Linked DNA regions of Mus musculus: region 2 is linked to region 1. The links are chromatin contacts, called in public HiChIP or PLAC-seq maps. All regions are on one chromosome and are shown on one strand. The core of a region is the stretch at or near the end of the contact, and the rest is flanking DNA. Distances in the headings are between cores, read along the strand shown.

Evidence for each region. HiChIP or PLAC-seq counts read pairs in DNA pulled down with a chosen protein or histone mark.
Region 2: a CTCF HiChIP or PLAC-seq map of the NIH/3T3 cell line shows a contact between it and region 1, with 8 read pairs. The contact joins two enhancer-like sites.

The regions. Positions count from the first base shown.
Region 1 is chr4:58,357,734-58,360,496 of GRCm38.p6, forward strand. All of the region lies in intron 11 of Musk (muscle, skeletal, receptor tyrosine kinase), which reads left to right. Among named protein-coding and RNA genes, the nearest start is that of Musk, 73 kb to the left of the region's middle. Within about 2 kb of position 1,493, at least 8 of the 459 cell types and tissues checked have an H3K27ac peak or open chromatin away from gene starts, as enhancers often do. A contact at or near this core is called in the NIH/3T3 cell line, where this site is marked.
Region 2 is chr4:58,567,095-58,569,874 of GRCm38.p6, forward strand. No RefSeq gene overlaps it. Among named protein-coding and RNA genes, the nearest start is that of Lpar1, 15 kb to the left of the region's middle. Within about 2 kb of position 1,422, at least 32 of the 459 cell types and tissues checked have an H3K27ac peak or open chromatin away from gene starts, as enhancers often do. A contact at or near this core is called in the NIH/3T3 cell line, where this site is marked.

The DNA.
Region 1 (2,763 bases), core at 243-2,742:
CTTTTTTAAAATTGACACATAAAATTGGACATATCTGAGGAGTATTGTACCATGTTTTAATATCCTGCGGAATATTCAAATTCAGATAAGCCTGTCTCCTAGGTACCTACTTATCACTTCTTTGAGGTAAAAAGACTCCAAATCCTTTCTCCCAAGCTATCTGTACTATACAATACTCTCCTTTGAGTGTCTTAAGGTTTTCATTGCTGTGAAGAGACACCATGACCACAGCCATTCTTACAAAGGGAACATTTAAACTGGGGCTGGCTTACAGTTTCAGAGGTTTTGTTCATTATCATCGTGGTGGGGAAAAGGTGATATGCAGGCTGATGTGGTGCTGAAGAAGGAGCTGAGAGTTCTACCACTGGCAGCAGGAGGAGACTGTGTACCATACTGGGCATAGCTTGAGTGTAGAAGACCACAAAACCTACCCCCACAGTGACACACTTCCTCCAACCCACTTCAATAAGGCCACACCTCCTAATATACCACTCTCTATGGGCCAAGCATTCAAACACATCAGACCACGGAGGCCATTTCCATTCATACCACCACAGTTGGGTTTTATTGTTGTTGCTTCAGGATACCCTATTTTCAGTATAATACTTGCAACATTAAACCAAATGATTTTAAAAGGGTCATCAGAAGAGCCAGAAAAACAGCTCAAAGGGTAAATCCTGATGGATCAATCCCTGGGACCCACAGGAAGAAGGAGAGAAATAGCTCCTACAAGTTGAAATACTGAGCAACACAAACTAGCCACAGATACTAATTTCCTAGTCTTTGGAAAACAATTTTATGAGATTTTTGATAGATTTGAGAAAATTAGCTCCAAATGTTGTCAAGGGATTGCTTTTTCTGCATGTAGGTGGGTTCTGTCTATGCTCTCTGAGTTAAAAGCAAGCAGTCATCTCTGTTATCGTAATCTAGCAACGTGTCCTTATTACACACAGCAACTTGTGCTCTATGGAATATAGTGAGTCCTCAAATAGTCCTTGCTTTATGGTTTTTTTAAAGATCTTTTTACATTTAGTGTGTGTGTGTGTGTGTGTGTGTGTGTGTGTGTGTGTGTGTGTGTGTGTGTTCACATGCATCCACAGGTCAGAGGACAAATTATGAGAGTCAGTTCTACTATATGAGTCCTGGGAATCAAACTCAGTGCACCAGGCTCAACTGTGAACATCTGACCCACTGAGCCATCTTGATGGTCCTGCTTTTTGATTTCTTAATAAATTCCAAAAATCATTTCTAGTTCACAAGGGGGGTGCATTAGAGCGGTTTTTTTTAAAAATCCTTCTTTATCTTTGTCTTATCATCTTCTTGCTCAAACATGGGAACTAGGGTTTCAGTAGTTTCTGGGTTTGTTTTACTTTGCTGAAGTGAAATATCTCCTTGAACACGTCATGACTGTAAGATATTTACATTACTCTGTGCTGAGCATACTGTTGGTCTCTTCTGTGGGATGTCACATACCTTCCAGGCACAGTCAGCAGGGAACATGCCCTCTGTTTCAAAACCTTTGAAGAAGAGAAGTGCAGTCTGGCTTATTCTGGTCATGGAGAACTACACTCCATCCATTTTCTTGTCCCTTCCAACTTTCTCATCACTCAAGAACCTGGGGAGTGAATGACCGTGTGCCAAATCCTGACAAACCGATTAGTATGGTGGGTATACAGTCTCTCCTAAGCCCCCCACGGCCCTATAAGAGTGTGTGCCATGACCATGCTCCACTCCACATCCTAGTCAATGTGAGAAACAGGTCAACTGGCTTGTCCCACATGACCTGTCTAGTGTTGGGGAAAGCCAATATTCAAGCCCCAGTTTGTCTGATTAGGGCTACATCACCAAAGTCTAATTTTTACATCGTTTTAGCTTACGCTTCTCTATTACCTTCTTTTAAAAAAAATAAGTATTTATTCACTTTACAGCCCAGTATCAGCCCTTCCTCTCCTCCCAGTACCTCCTCACAAAAGTTCTCCCCCCATTCCACCTTTTCCCTCTTTAAGTGTCCCTCTGAGTGTCGCTCCCCCCTCCACGCACAAGTCGCTGCAGGACGAGGTGGATCCTCTCCCACTGAGGGCAGACAAGGTGGACAATTTAGGGGAATGGCATTCGCAGGTAGGCGAACAGGCAGCAGACTCAGAGATATCCCCTGCTTCTGTTGTTGGGGGACCCGCGTGAAGACCAAGCTGCTTATCTGCTACATATGTGCAGAGGGTTTAGGTCCAGCCTGTGCTAGCTCTTTGGCTGGTGGTTCAGTCTCTGGGAGCCCCTAAGGTCCAGGTCAGTTAACACTGTCCTCTTCATGTCCATCAATCCTTCTCTCAATTCTTCTCTAAGACCCCCCGCAGCTCCATCTAATGCTTGAGTGTGAGTCTTTGCATGTCTTTCCACTGGCTGCTGGATGGAGCCTCTCAGAGGACAGTTATGCTGGGTTCCTGTCTGCAAGCATAACTGAGTATAATTAATAGTATCAGGGCTCTTGCCCATGGAATGGGTCTCAATTTGGGGCAGTCTTGGTTGGCCATTCCTTTAGTCTCTGCTCTTTGTCACTGCACATCTTGTAGGCAAGAAACATTTTGGGTTGAAGACATTTGTCTATGTTCATAGCAGCTTTATTTGTAATAGCCAGAAACTGGAAACAATGTAGATGTCTCTCAACTGGAGAATGGATACAGAAAATGTGCTACATCTACATAATGGAATACTATTCAGCTACTAAAAACAAGGGCATCATGAATTTCTTAGGCAAATGTATAGAAC
Region 2 (2,780 bases), core at 172-2,671, 210 kb after region 1:
ACCAAGTAAGTATACCTAACTTAGTAGCTCAGCTCCTTAGAGTAATTATTTTAAAGGAACAAATGCGCCTTCAACTGTATGTCAAGTCTCACACTATGGGGAAAAGATAAAATGCTAACAAAATTCACAGCTTATACTAAAGAAATAAGAAGTACCTGTCTGTGTTCCAAGGTTTATCAAAACTAGATTTTAGAAGTGGATGCCCACAGTCAGCTAATGGATGGATCACAGGGCTCCCAATGGAGGAGCTAGAGAAAGTACCCAAGGAGCTAAAGGGATCTGCAACCCTATAGTTGGATCAACATTATGAACCAACCAGTACCCCGGAGCTCTTGACTCTAGCTGCATATGTATCAAAAGATGGCCTAGTCGGCCATCACTGGAAAGAGAGGCCCATTGGACACACAAACTTTATATGCCCCAGAACAGGGGAACGCCAGGGCCAAAAAGGGGGAGTGGGCGGGTAGGGGAGTGGGGGTGGGTGGGTATGGGGGACTTTTGGTATAGCATTGGAAATGTAAATGAGCTAAATACCTAATAAAAAATGGAAAGAAAAAAAAAAAGAACAAGTAGTTTAACTGTAGATAGTATTTACTAAGTGTTAAAAATTACCATAAATAAATTTAAAACTACAAAAAAAAAAAAAAAGAAAGAAATGACGGCTACTCCACTTGCTTCATCATATTGTATTGACTAGACACAAACTGGAGTCACACGAGAAGAAGGAACTGCAGTTGAAGATTTACCTCCATCAGACTGGCCTGTTGGCATGTCTGTTTTCTTGAATAGTGATTTCTGTTTCTTAATTAACTACTGATGTGGGAAGATCCAGCCCAGTGTGGACAGTGCCACTTCTAGGAAGGTGACCCTGGGTGATAAGAAAGCAAGCTGAGTAAATGGCCCAGAACAAGACAGCTGACAGCTTTCCTCCATTGTCCCTGCCTCTGCTCTTGCTTGAGTTCCTGCCCTGACTTCCCTCAATGGTAGACTGTGGTCTCGATATGTGAGCCAAATAAAACCTTTCGTCCCCCCCCAAAAAAAAAAAAAAAAACAAAAAAAAACTAGATTTTATCATGAACTAAGATTATCAATATTTAATTTAGATCCATTTAGAAGAGGCAATTGTCATTAAACTGTGTCTGGCCTGCCTAACAGGGTCGGCCCTTTCTTTCTTAGAAACTGCCTTGAAGAACACATTTATTTATGAAATACTGAATCCTCAGTGCCTTGAACTCCCCAGAGGCATGCTAAGTCTTTTTCTTTTACTTTTTTCTTTTCTTTTTTTTTTTTTTTTTTTTTTTTTTTTTGGGCCCTTGAAGAAAGATCTGAATTTAAATCGGCAACAGGGGAAGTGGGGGGAGGAGGCTTCTTCTGGTAACAGTGACCAGCCACAAGTGACCAGAGAAAGCTTCCTGTACGAAAGCCACTCACTCGCCTAGAAGTAGGGTTGGGTCATTACTCGCCTGTACGATCACCCACCCCAGAACGACATATGAATGCCAGATGGTTGGACCAGCTCCACGGAGAAACTGATATTTTCATTGTTTGGAACTTGGTTCTGTAGCTTTCTCCATGCAGCGATTTGATTGCAGCATTTAGAAAGTTGGAGAGTGTTCCCATAAATGATTCCACCCCACGAATGGGAGGTGGGGGCAGGCACATTAGCCTGTTTTTCCATTAGTATGTCATTCCCACTTTCTTACTCAGAGGTGGGTAATTCAGACAAGGTTCATAAAAAGAAAATGCATTTTGTGCTTCAGGATGCTTCCCTGCTTTGGGGAACTTGTTACTGAACAGTAAGTACTTCCATTGCCATTGTTCACGGAGTGCTTACACACGAATGTTCATGAAAAGGTTATGTCTTCGTTAGGGTTTTACTGCTGTGAACAGACACCATGACCGAGGCAAGTCTTATAAAAAACAACATTTAATTGGGGCTGGCTTACAGGTTCAGAGGTTCAGTCCATTATCATCAAGGTATCCAGGCAGGCATGGCACAGGAGGAGCTGAGAGTTCTATGTCTTCATCCAAAGGCGGCTAGTGGAAGACTGACTTCCAGGCAACTAGGGTGAGGATCTTATACCCACACCCACAGTGACACACCCATTCTAACCAGTTCACACCTATTCCAACAAGGCCACTCCTTCAGATGGTGCCACTCCCTGGTCCAAGGATATACAAACCATCACAGGTTATAACCATCATTAGCAAAGTTATGACTACATAGTCACGTGACTCTCGTGCTAGATCTTAACTCATCTTAAACATTTTATATCTATTAATATCGACTCATCTCAACATCACGTCAGTGCTGTGAGATAAGTACTGTTCTTTCTATCTTGAGAAACTAAGGCATGGGGAAGTCAGATTACTTACCTAAACCTAAGTAGGAGCAAATGGTGACATTGATTTTTAGCCCAAAGAAGGTTTTATAAACCCCCCTCACTGCACACTAAACTCTTTAAGTGTCAACAAATCTAGCTTGCTATAAGGGTATAGAAGCAATAGTCAGTTCTCTGCTACTTTTCCAATCCCCCCCCCCCCGTGTGTGTGTGTGTGTGTGTGTGTGTGTGTGTGTGTGTTGTTTTGAGACAGGGTCTCATAGTTCAGGTTGGTCTCATATTAACTGTGCAGCTGAATATGAGCTTGGACTTCCACCCTCCAGCAAATGCCTCCCAAGCGCTAGAGTTACAAGCAGGCACTACCAGGCTCAGTTTCTTGGTCCTGGATGATATGAATGGTCTTGCTATTATTGTGGTACAAAACCTGTCTACTGCAAG